2 separate regions of the Rattus norvegicus genome follow, and region 1 is linked to region 2. A link is a contact called in public Hi-C data. All regions are on one chromosome and are shown on one strand. The core of a region is the stretch at or near the end of the contact, and the rest is flanking DNA. Distances in the headings are between cores, read along the strand shown. Region 1 holds the start of Psmc1 (proteasome 26S subunit, ATPase 1). Region 2 holds the start of Kcnk13 (potassium two pore domain channel subfamily K member 13).

Region 1 (5,525 bases), core at 2,017-4,516, 150 kb before region 2:
TGGGTTCGGTTCTCAGTACCCACATGGCAGCTCACAACCATGTGTGTGGCAGGTAAAACATTCATATACCTAAAATAATTCTTAAAAACTAACAAAAATAGGGGCTGGGGATTTAGCTCAGTGGTAGAGCGCTTACCTAGGAAGCGCAAGGCCCTGGGTTCGGTCCCCAGCTCTGAAAAAAAGAACCAAAAAAAAAAAAAAAAAAAACCCAAACTAACAAAAATAAACTTAAGTTCAGACACAGCCAAGTGTTACTACAGCAACTCCTCACTTTACAGCTCTAGAGCATGCAAGTGTTTCTGACACTGGGCTGGTAGGTTAGACTCCATCCCCACTGTAGTGCATTAATCCAGCACGCAGGAAGCTGCTGTAAGAGGATCACAAACTTGGATCATAAAACCGAGAGCCTGTGTCACAGCGGCCACGGCCACTGAGATAAAGGCTCTGTGAGTAAGGGACCTGCAGCAAAGCCCACGCTCTAAGTTCCTCATCCTCAGAAGGTGACAGGAGAGAGCCAACCCCAAAGGTTGTCCTGGAACACATGTGCCCTCCATAAAATAATAAAAAGTTAAAAAGCAGTGACTTAGATGTGTGATACCTCGGAGGGGTTAGCTACCTAGAGACAGTGAATAGGGTGTCTGTCTGTCTGTCTGTCTTTCTCTCTCTTTCGAGAAAGGTCTGTCTGTGTAGCCCTGGCTGGCTGGAGCTCAGGGATGACTGAGTGCTGGGATTACTGAGGTGCTCCATGGCCCACTGTGATCGGTTAGCATGAGACAGACTCATGTAACACTGTATTTTAAGATAAAGTGTAACTTCCACATCAACCCAGTAGAGGGCTACGGCAGGTTAATAAGTAGAGTGGGGTTATCCAGAGCTAGCTTCAGTCTTCCCAGTTCTTCCTGCCTTCCTCTGTTCTCCAGGCTACATGCAGAGTCCTTTCCCTGGGGGCTGGGCACAGCAGAAGAGCAGGCATTACCCAGTGGCAGTTTGCTGGCAGCATCTGGTCCCTTGGTTTTCTTCTTCTTTTTCCCCACTCTAGTTGGGACAGGAGGTTCATATTTCTTTTTCTTGTCCTTCAGTTTTTAGAAGAGTAGGAAAAAGATGTCACATAGAAACCAGAAAAAGGGAACACTTTTTTTTTTTTTTTTGGTGATATTACTTCTTACATGTACCAAAACTCATACAACAATGAGTTCTGGGTTGCAAAAGAGGGTTTGTTCTTGCACCTGTTGTTCAGTCTTTCTCCACTAGTTCAACAAAAACCCATACAAGTGCGAAAGAAAACACTTTTTTTTTTGGTGTTGCTACCATCTATTTCTAGGGGTACACATGTTCTCATCTTTTAGGATATGTAAAACAACTATTTCCTTTATTAATTTTTAAAATTAAGATATGGTTACATTATTTCCTTCTTCCCTCTCATCCCCACCTCACACAGATGGCGTCTCTCTCTCTCTCTCCATATATATATATATATGTATATACATATACATATACATATATACACACACATATGTATATATGTATATATTATATAAGATATATATATCCTGAGTCTGCAAAATGACCTCCTTTAAGAAGCAGATTTCACATTCCTGCTCTCCTGATAAGATCTTACTCCAGCATGTAGGTGTAATCTCTTTATAGAAATGGCAGTGACTCAAGATGTTTTCAGTAAGTAGACAGAGGTCAGAGTTGAGCTATTTGCCTAGTTTGGTTAGACGAGGCACTTCTCATCCCTCAGTAAGTTAAACACTTATAGGTGATCGACTTGAAAACTTCCACAATGTTCATGCTTTAAAAAACAAAACAAAACAAAACAAATGAACTCCTGGCAAAGAATTCTTTAGAAAATGAAACCAGTTACCCATGTGTACACACACAGGGTTACTGAAGTAACTGCATCCCTTTGCTTCTTAAAGTTTGTGGCACCATAAAGAACTCGCCAAGACCTAAGGCAGTTTCTATGGCACGATCAGATCTTATCTTACCTTGTCATCCTTCTTGCCACCCCCAGGACCATGGCCACCACTCTGACTTTGACCCTGGGGGATGAAAAAGACAGACACACATAAATCCAGGATATGGCCACTTCAAAGGAACAGCCTGCTGGTGCTGTACTCTAAAACACAAGCACGTCCCCACTGTAGCGTGTGGGTACTGAGGACCTGGCAGACCACGTGTGCATTTACTGAGGAGACATTACTTGCCTCTTAGGCCCAAGACCCATTCGATGATGATTCCTAAAGTCCCCCTAATACACAGACAGATCAAAGGACCAAGGTCCAGGGAGGTTAACGGACTTGTGTATTGTCACAAAGCGTGTTAGATAGAAATCATGGTTAAGTTCTGCTGTATCACAAACCCTGCATGTTTTTCAACTGCTCTAGAAAAGAAAGGATTTGTGTTCCACCAACGGCCACTTACTGCTTTTCTGTTTCCTCATTGAAATGGGGTCACTAAAAATAATCTTCGGGGTTGTTCTAAGAAATAAGAACAACTCTGGGAAAACGCCCGGCGCATGTTTGTAATACTTTTCAAAGTCTTCACAGGTCCTTTGTGGGTTCTGGCCTTCACCCACATTCAGAAGCACTGGTCTAGCAACTGAATGTGGTTCAGACTGACTTCAGGGCTGCCTCAAGGGGCTGTCTCCTTTTGTATTTTGGGACCGTCTGCCCTGCCCCAGTTTCACTCAGATATTAGCACGGATTACTCTCTTAATTTAGGCCTCTACTCAGACTTCGCATCCACGGAGGGTCCTTCGGTGACACCCTATCAAAAACAGCCACCTTCTTACAACACAGCCACAAAACGATCTGTCCCGGTCCTGTTCCCTGACATATTTATTGTCTCCCTTCTCTAGAACGGAAGCACCACGGAAGAAGCGACGTCAACCGTGTTCGCCCGGTACTCTCGGTGCCTACATCCGAATCCGGTCCAACAAACCAAACCGGAGAACGCTGAGCCGTCGGCGGATATATACTACGCTGGTTCTGCGGCTCAGCCGCTGTCCCCAGCGTCCTCCGGGTTGTCCCGCTCGGCTCTACCCCTTCAGAAACCACTCGATCGGGTCACAGCAGGTCTGCTCCGTAGCTCCCCGGGCGCCGTGCGCCTTGCCCGCGTCCGCCGAGGAGTGAGACACGCTCCGACCCGCGGGCTGCGATGAACCCGAGCGCCGGATCGCCTAGTCCTCCCGCCTCGCAGCGCTTCGGTACCCGGGACTACCAGCCGAAACCCTTAGTCACTCACCATCTTCCTTCAGTCGTCCAAGTCGCCGCCGCCGGAAGCGCATCCACCAAAGCGACCCTGCCAGGAGCGGAAGTGACTTAAAAAAAAAAAAAAAAAAAAGGAGAGATTCTACGGAAGCCTATCGGGACAAACTTCCTCACGGGAGAAGTTGCTCACTAAGGGTTTAGTCCAGCGATTGGTTAAACACGTGGGCAAACTTAAAATAATTTACTTGAGGGAATCCTAAGTAGCTGCTGTTGGGCTTTTGTCAATAACTTAAGACAATGACCTTGGGTGTCAAAGACTTAGGGAAAATTTGAAAATTTAAAAAATTTAAAAGAATGCAAATATTATAACTGCGAAGAAGTATTTGTGTCAAGCAGGAATGGCACTTGGGGCTGAGAAGTTGATGTTCTTCTTTAGTTTCCGGAATTTGCCAGCTGTCTTGAGAATATTTCTCCGCCTAAAGTCATCTAAATGTGTGCGTCTTTTTTTTTTTTTTTTTTTTTTAATTTCTGCTGATGAAAAGGGACTGATGATGGCTAATACTGTGTTGAAATTTCTCTTGAGGAGCTGGAGGGACGGCTCAGCAGCAAAGAGCAGGGGACCCACACGACGGCTAACAACCATCCAGGGCCCCTGCAAGCATGTGGTGTGCAAACGCATACATGTAAACATAAATAAAATAATTAGAAATTTTAAAAAAGGCAGGACACTGAAAGTCGACAGAGTCCAAGTGACACTGAGGAGGGACACAACTCTCATTTGGGACCCTGGGCAGGTGCTACACGTTGCTATTATTGGTGTTATTAGCACTAACGACACGTTCTTTATGTTGTCAGTGTAAGTTTTCCTTGTGTTCCTATTCCTAAGTGAGAATTCGAGGGATAGGAAATCGGACTCCCTAATTGGCAGCTTCTTTGAACATAAGAATGGTTAGTCAAACAGCCCGAGGGCTGGTTATTTTGAATACTCCACAGTCACATCGAGAAAGCTGTACACAATCACAGTTGATTGCCTTAGCTGTTTCAAACACTTTGAACTGGACGATCTGTTATCACCTCAAAGAACTCCAGAAGACCCTGCAATACATTTCTACCCAGACCAGATGGGGTTCATTTTCCCCCGATGGTCTAGCAGACAGAAACTGCTGTAAGGTGGATTAGAGAGGCAGGGTGGTTGGTGTAAACACAAACCTTCAGCCGTACACGGGTGTGCTATGGCTAGCCCAATCTTACTATAGATACGGGCTGCTTCATGCTTGCTCAGGGATTGGCTGGAGGACACTCCCACGCTGCCTCCCTGGATTTTGTTAACACGAGGCTCAATAAAAGTCTTCCTTTGGTCTTGTCTTGCCTGCTTTGGTGGTAAAGGAAGGAAGTTAAAATTACTTTTGGGAGGTTGGAGACATGAACTGGTAACACGAAGAAAGAAAGGGCAGATGCAGCAGATCCGTGGTGACGACAAAGGCAGTGGACCAACAGCAGCCGCAATGCTTAGGTCGCCTGATTGGCCGCTGAGCAATTGGTAGGCGGCAACTGAATTATTTGGTAGCCGTCTAAGACAGAGGAAGAAGGGTGATAGAAGCAGAGAGCTCAGGAGCAAAAAAGTTCCAAGTGGAAAGGTTTAAATGGCTCTGGTCTGTATTAAACGTGGCATACTGCAAGGCCAGCATTGCCTGGGAATGTCACCCTAATAGGACCGAAAGGACAGGAGGACCCCTATGAGGCCAGCACACACATCACCAACGCTTAAGACTTACCTTCTGTGGGGCATACAAGAGGCAGAAGTGCCTCGGTCACATATTAAAAATGTCTCCTAAAAAAAAAAAAAAGTCTCCTCCCCCCCCCCCTCCACACAGTGATCGCTGGAACTCTCCCTCCTTTTCACCCACACTCACCATCTCCCCAAGCACTGGGAGAGACTTCACTAACTCTGCTTGCTTTTACCTGTCTGTCATGGAGTAAAAGTAAATTTTGTAGGTTTTTTTGTTGTTGTTCTATTTATTAGTTTCTATTTCTTGGGTTTCCATTTCTTGGGAGAGAGGTGGTGTCTGTACTGATTCAGCCCAGGAGAAGCTGTGTGCTTTAGAAGTTAGGGTTGGGGATAGGGAGAAGGGGAGAGGCTGGGAGAGGGGAGGGAGAGGGTGGAGATTATGAATAGTCACACACGGTGGTTTGAGAATGTCTTGGCTAATGCCACCACAATGAGGACCAAGCCAGACGAAGCTTCCTTTCCTCCATGTCTAGGCATCTCATGGTCATCTGGTGGGTTTGTCTCTGCCGTACATGAGTGTA
Region 2 (5,724 bases), core at 2,675-5,174:
AGGAGTCGTGGTCTCTAACTGGGGACCAACTCTTCCTACAAAAAGAGCCAACAAGGAAGGAAAGTCATGAGGGCAGCTCTAGGCGTCAGCTTGGAAGGAAGAGCTCCATCACCTCCAGATGAGCAACTTCCGACTCATCGTAGAAGCTCTCTGAGCCTTCACAGGAGAGTGTGGCCAGCATCTCGGGGGTTTTTGTAAGAGTTCAATGTGTACAGAGATACATGCTGTGCTTGGCCCCCAGACAACAGTTATGAGATCCCACATTTGTGGAAACACAGGCAGGTCTCATGAGCAGCACATTAAAGGGAAGAGAATGCTGAATGGGGTGTGTGCCTGGATGAAGAAGAATTGTGGCAACCAGAAGAGCTGAGAAAACACATCTCCCTATGTCAAGAAGAAGCACGTGCACACACATCACCCTCCAGGGTGACCAAGAATCCTGTGTGAACTAGATTAGAGTAACCTGCAACGTCAACAGACTGCAAAAGAGCTTCCTGTCATCCCTTCCCTAGACAAGGAAGACCAGACTTCTCTCTCCTGTGACCCAAGTTCATCTGAGGACTTCAGGTTCTCACAGTTGTCTAGCTAGCATGGTCTTGAACTTAGACAGGGAATTCCTGTAGTGGGGTTGCTCTCACCAGGGCCCAGGGCCCAGGGCTGCCCCCCCAATGTCCTGCACCCCATGTTATACTCCTTTCCACTCACGGTCTGATCTCTGGCTCTCTGACTACCAGTGTCCTCCATCCCACCAAGGAGAGGTGATCAATAAAAGAGATGCAGGTGTGACCAGACCAACATTCCAAGAGCTTTATTAGGCTTCTAAAGGTGGCCCTCGGGAAAAAGGGAAGATGGAACTCGTGTGCTGAAGAGGAATCACTTGGAAAATTCTTGGCAAACCATAATGAAAGAGAGGGCAGGAGGGAGGGACAAGAAAGGGGAAAACAGTAGTTGTGGGGAGGGGAGACCACAGTGCTGGGGGAGGGGTAGAAGGCAAGGGAAAGGGGAGGGGAAGGGGAGAGAGAAAGGGAAGGGAGAGGAGGGGAGGGGAGGGGGAAGAGGAAGGGGAAGGGGAGGGGTGCTTCTTGTCATTAACTGGACTGGGCTGCTTCTGGGTCTGACCTCACAGGCTGAAGGAGTCACACACTCCTTCCTTTCTATGTGTTGAAGGGGACAAGGCTGATGCTGGCCACCTCCCAGGACAGCCTGTAGCTTGGAGACTCTAGGCAATAGGGTAAATGAGAGTTGCTAAAAGCAACAGGAGAGGCCATGCCAATTTTGAGAACAGAGCAAAAAGAGACAGGAAGAGGGGAACAGAAAGGTAGGAGTGACAGAAGGCTGGAGCCTGGGAAGACCTTAGGGGAGGATTTTAGGGGAGGACCTTAGGGGAGGATCTTGGAGATGAGAAGCCCCAGAGACACAGTTGAGGAAAGTGGGATGTTTTCTTTGTGTTATAATGGCACAACTTTAAATTTCCTTAAAGAGACAGGGGACCATTGAATTTAGTTGTTTAGTGCTCTGGCTATTGGACCAGTCTTCTTTGAAAAGGACCTCAAGAACGATTTGAGTTACAGTGACATCAAACCCATCTCTTCTTCACAGAGAAAGGCATGGAAAGGAAGAAATAGCAGACTAGAATTGAGAATTTAAAAAGAAAAACCATTGGATTCCTATTACTATAAAGGAGTCTGGATGCAACAGGCTCAGGTGAACACAGGAAAGGACAGGAAGGATAGATGGTAAGGAGAGCTAAGTTCTGGTCAGAAATCTGATGCCACAGTCCTGAAAGTTTCCAGATAGGACACAAGTACCCGGAGATCCCAGCTTCTCAGAACGGCCAGTCTGAGCTTCCCTGTGAAGTCTTAGGAGGTGCACCTCAGAGGAATGGGCCTCTTACCCTCCTTTGAATGGGCACAAACTCTCACTGGCTGCCCTCGCTCCTGCTCCCCACACACAAGCACGCATGGCTTCTCAGCTGGAAATTTTAGGTGCACCTGCCATTGTTCCCACAGAAAACCATCTTAAAGCACAGCAGAAAGTCCTGCTGTGCCTGGAAATGGAGGGCAGTTGAACAACGCCTCATCCTTACAGGGACTGGGTGGGAAAGATGCTCTAAGCACAGGCATGAGGGAAGAAATCGATCGGGAAAGCCTAGCACATGAGACTGCAGAAATGAATACTGTTCCTCTTTCTAGGCGACAAACAGCGGACCACCGAGAAAAAGAGACAAGAGTGACATGGGCTTGTGACCATCTAGCAGGAAGCACTGCGTATAGTTGTGTTCCCTCCTGCCCTCTCTCATTCTCTGGCCAGCTGAGTCATGGGTTCCTGGCTAATCTTGGGAAGTCTTTCTTGGTTAGTCCGGTCTATAGCCCGAGGCTCCTGTTTTGAATATACTTTTCTCCTGGCAGAATGTCTGCACGGCATCTCAAGGTGGTTCACCTGTCACCAATGCCACCGGCAAACCCCTCTAGAGTCCCGGGGCCCTGGCTGCTGAGAGTCCTGCACCGCCATGAGCTCCTGCAGTGGCTTCTGTACTACTTCCCTTCTTCTTCTTCTAGCTGTTCGGGCCCCGCCCCCATCACGTCTTTCCCCAGGACGTCTACAGTACTTTCTCCGGCCCACTCATTACTCAGCTATACACCAATAGTGAGCAGTTTTTTTTTGGGGGGGGGGGTGTGCTGCACGAATCTTCCAGTTCCCACCTCATTCTGCAGGGGAACATCACCGATGGCAGCTCGCCACACCATTCTCAAAATTCTTAGGGGCTCAGCTGCTTCCTACTAAATTCTAACTTCTTATCCCTTCTCCAGTCCATTAGCCACCAGGCCGGCCGGCCTGGCACTCCTTCCTCCAGTCCAAGCTCAGTCAGCACCTCACAGACTTCTGGGATGCAAGCCTCTTCTGCTCCAATTGTATGCCCCTATGTTTAGTCCCTAAACCCAATTCATAGGAACTCAAACTGGCTAGACCCACGGTCACTTTCCCCCTGGTTCTTCACGGAAGGAAACACGTCCCATTCTTTGAGCCCCATTTTACTCTCTTCTGTCTCGTTCTAGTTGGAATTCTGAGCGTCTCTCTCGGTGAGTTTGAAATCTCAGGCTTTCCTTTGAGCAGTGGCTTGTGCATTGTCAACCCTCAGCAAACGTTCTTAGCTTTCTATCTGTTTGTAAGCTTCCACAGAATCTACGAATTCAGTCCTGTCTCCTAAACCAGACTGGCTGTCTACAGAAGCGCTTCCCTAATTTAAGAACCATTCGATTTCCCGGCGACTGGTTAACAAACAGCGTCTGGTTCTGGTCTAGGCAGAGGTCTGGGGTAATTCTAATAATCTTCGGGTGTGGTTGGGATCCATTCACACCTGTTGATTAGCTGCAAAGGTATCCCTAGGTGCATCTCCTGGCGTCCAAGTGGAGAACCCAACCCCTAGGGTGAGATGCTGGTTCCCACGAGGTCCCAGGAACTAGGGGCATCGAGTGACCAGGCGGCTCACTTACCTATGGTAGTTACCACTGTGCCCACGAAGTAGAAGGCGCCCGTGAAGTCCCAGCGAGGGCGCACGCTGTCCATGCGGATGCCCGCCTTGGTGGCTTCCTCGTAGTGGCGGAGGAAGCCTCGCAGCTCTTCGCGGCTCAGGTTGTGGCCCCTGCTGAAGTTGGCCAGGCGCTCTTCCCAGCGCTGCTTGGCCTGCAGCTCCTGCGCTAGCTCCAGCGCGGAGAAGACTGCGGCGCCGCCCAGCAGGTAAAGCAGGATGAGCCCCGCGAGCAGCAGGAAGCGCGCGTTGTCCTCGTTCAGGTGGCCGGGGCTGCAGCTGCAACCGCGGCCAGCCATGGCACTGGAGGACAACCCCGCGAGGGTCGCTGCCCGCGGACTTGTGCCCACGCCCCTGGTAAGATCCGGCTCTGCGGATCTTAGCCCGCTCTGCCTGCGGGCTCGCCCATGCCCGCCGCGCGCTCCCTAAGGCGGCGTGGATCTCCGGGCCACCGCCTCCTCCGTTGTTCCTGTGGAGCCAGCTCCCCACGTCCGCCTGGACTCGTGGTTTCGAATCCGCTTTGTCGCCGCCGCCTCCTCGTCCGCTCTGGAGTTCTCCTTAAGGCCGAAGACCAGAGGGTCGGGGTACGGAGTCTGCTTCGGCTTGGTGTGGGGGTGCGGGCGACCGGGGTTCACCCGGGCTCCTAATTTTGCTCAGATTGGGGAGGGGGCGTGGCGTGCCTTCAAGGCAAACTCCATAAAACTTGAACTCATCTTGAAGAAAAGGTAGTGGGTCCAGAGAGAATCGGTGGGTAAGCTTAACATCAAGGTCCGGGTTCCTCCGAACATTGCTTTCCAAGCTGTGGTGGCTGGGACACAGGCTGTCCTCTGTCTTCGGTGCCTCTCCAGGTGGATCTGTATTGCGTATCGGTGACAATGTCCCGCTGAGCCTCTGTCAACCAGAACAACCAAGGCTCAGAGGCTGGGACCGGTCTGGGACAGACGCACGGATGCAGGGACAGTGCGAAGGGCAGATCAGCCGGCTCGGATCTCCACTGGGCACACGGGCTCCGCAGCAGCATGAGGGCGGACCGCTGTGGGGAGGAGAGCAGAGGGGGAGGTTGGAACAGTGAAGGAAGTTAGAAGCATCCTCCCAGGGCGCCTTTCTTGACTTCCCCCTAACCAGAGTGCCCTTGGCCTCTAGGCCCTGCACTGGGCGTTCTCTGTCGCCACAGGCAGGCCCTGCTAGCCCATCTCCCGGAGAGCTGGCCAAGGGCAGCGGCCAGAAGAGTTCCATCTCTTCCACCGGTTTTGATCGCCTCGGCTCTGTAGTTCTTGCGCAGTCAATGGCCCTGAGCGGAGTGCTCCAAGCTACAACATGCAAGCCGGGAGCAGGGCTCTTCAGCGAACCGCTGGGGCGCCCACCCAGAGACCCCAACTTGCGGTGGGCTCTGGAGCCACTGTCGCGTTCGCGTCTCACCTCCCCAAACGCACCTGCTCTGTGCGACAGGTTCAGGATGGTCCCGGGCTCCCCTTCTCAAATGGTCTTGCCCTGCCCAGTGGGGCTGGGAGCAGAAGTCGGTGCCCGGAGCTGCCTTCTCTGTGGAGTGCTCAAACACTGCAACAGGTGGAGCCCTGCTGCTGCCAACCGTGGCGACTCCACCCGGTGTCCGCCTCTTGGCCTCAGGGCCAGTCTCCTACGCAGGTCTCCGCCCGCGATCGCCGGGAGCTCGGAAGGGAGCAGCGATGCTTCCACCCGGTTGTGCCGATCCCTGGAGTGGTTGTTTAAGAGGTCGAGAGCCTCGATGGTCTGCATGTTCTGGCCCTCTGGGGCCAGAAGAGGGCGCTGCGTGCCCTTCAGACACACCTGGTCCCCAGCCGTTTAGCCACAGGGGATCGAATATATCCGCGTGAAGGAATGGATTCATAGCCACCCACGATCTAAACAGAATTTCTCCGCCTTTGGAGAGAGTGGTCCCAGGAGACCCACCCACACGATACTTGCCAGAAACAGAACTAGAAAAGCTTGCAGTTCTGTTGAATAGATGCAGTGATTTTGAGGAGAGTAACTAACAGACATTAATTTTGCTTTGTGTCTCCGGGAGAGGAAGAACTTTAGAGGAGGGTATCGAATACACACCCAGAGTGAGTATCCCAATTACCTTTACTAGCTTAAGAAAAATTTCAAGTACATCAAAATTAAACGAATTTTACAATGATACAACACAACGCCACCTAGATTCTACAAGTGACAGT

Evidence for each region. A called contact is a pair of places that touch in the nucleus more often than the background predicts.
Region 1: a Hi-C map of Schwann cells shows a contact between it and region 2, with 6 times the contacts expected there. The contact joins the promoter of Psmc1 here to the promoter of Kcnk13 in region 2. A contact is called at or near these places in 8 of 12 Hi-C or Micro-C datasets (the A7r5 cell line, Schwann cells, frontal cortex and 5 more) and 1 of 1 datasets of contacts at active chromatin or transcription factors (oligodendrocytes).

Annotation. Positions count from the first base shown.
Region 1 is chr6:125,120,238-125,125,762 of GRCr8, reverse strand. It overlaps Psmc1 (proteasome 26S subunit, ATPase 1), which reads right to left and starts at 3,266. Exons shown (of 11, transcript NM_057123.2): 1 at 3,250-3,266; 2 at 1,992-2,045; 3 at 977-1,073. The coding sequence starts at 3,252. It overlaps LOC120093474 (small nucleolar RNA SNORA40), which reads right to left and starts at 1,276; the gene lies at 1,152-1,276.
Region 2 is chr6:124,970,009-124,975,732 of GRCr8, reverse strand. Kcnk13 (potassium two pore domain channel subfamily K member 13) reads right to left here and starts at 3,924. Exons shown (of 2, transcript NM_022293.2): 1 at 3,495-3,924. The coding sequence starts at 3,828.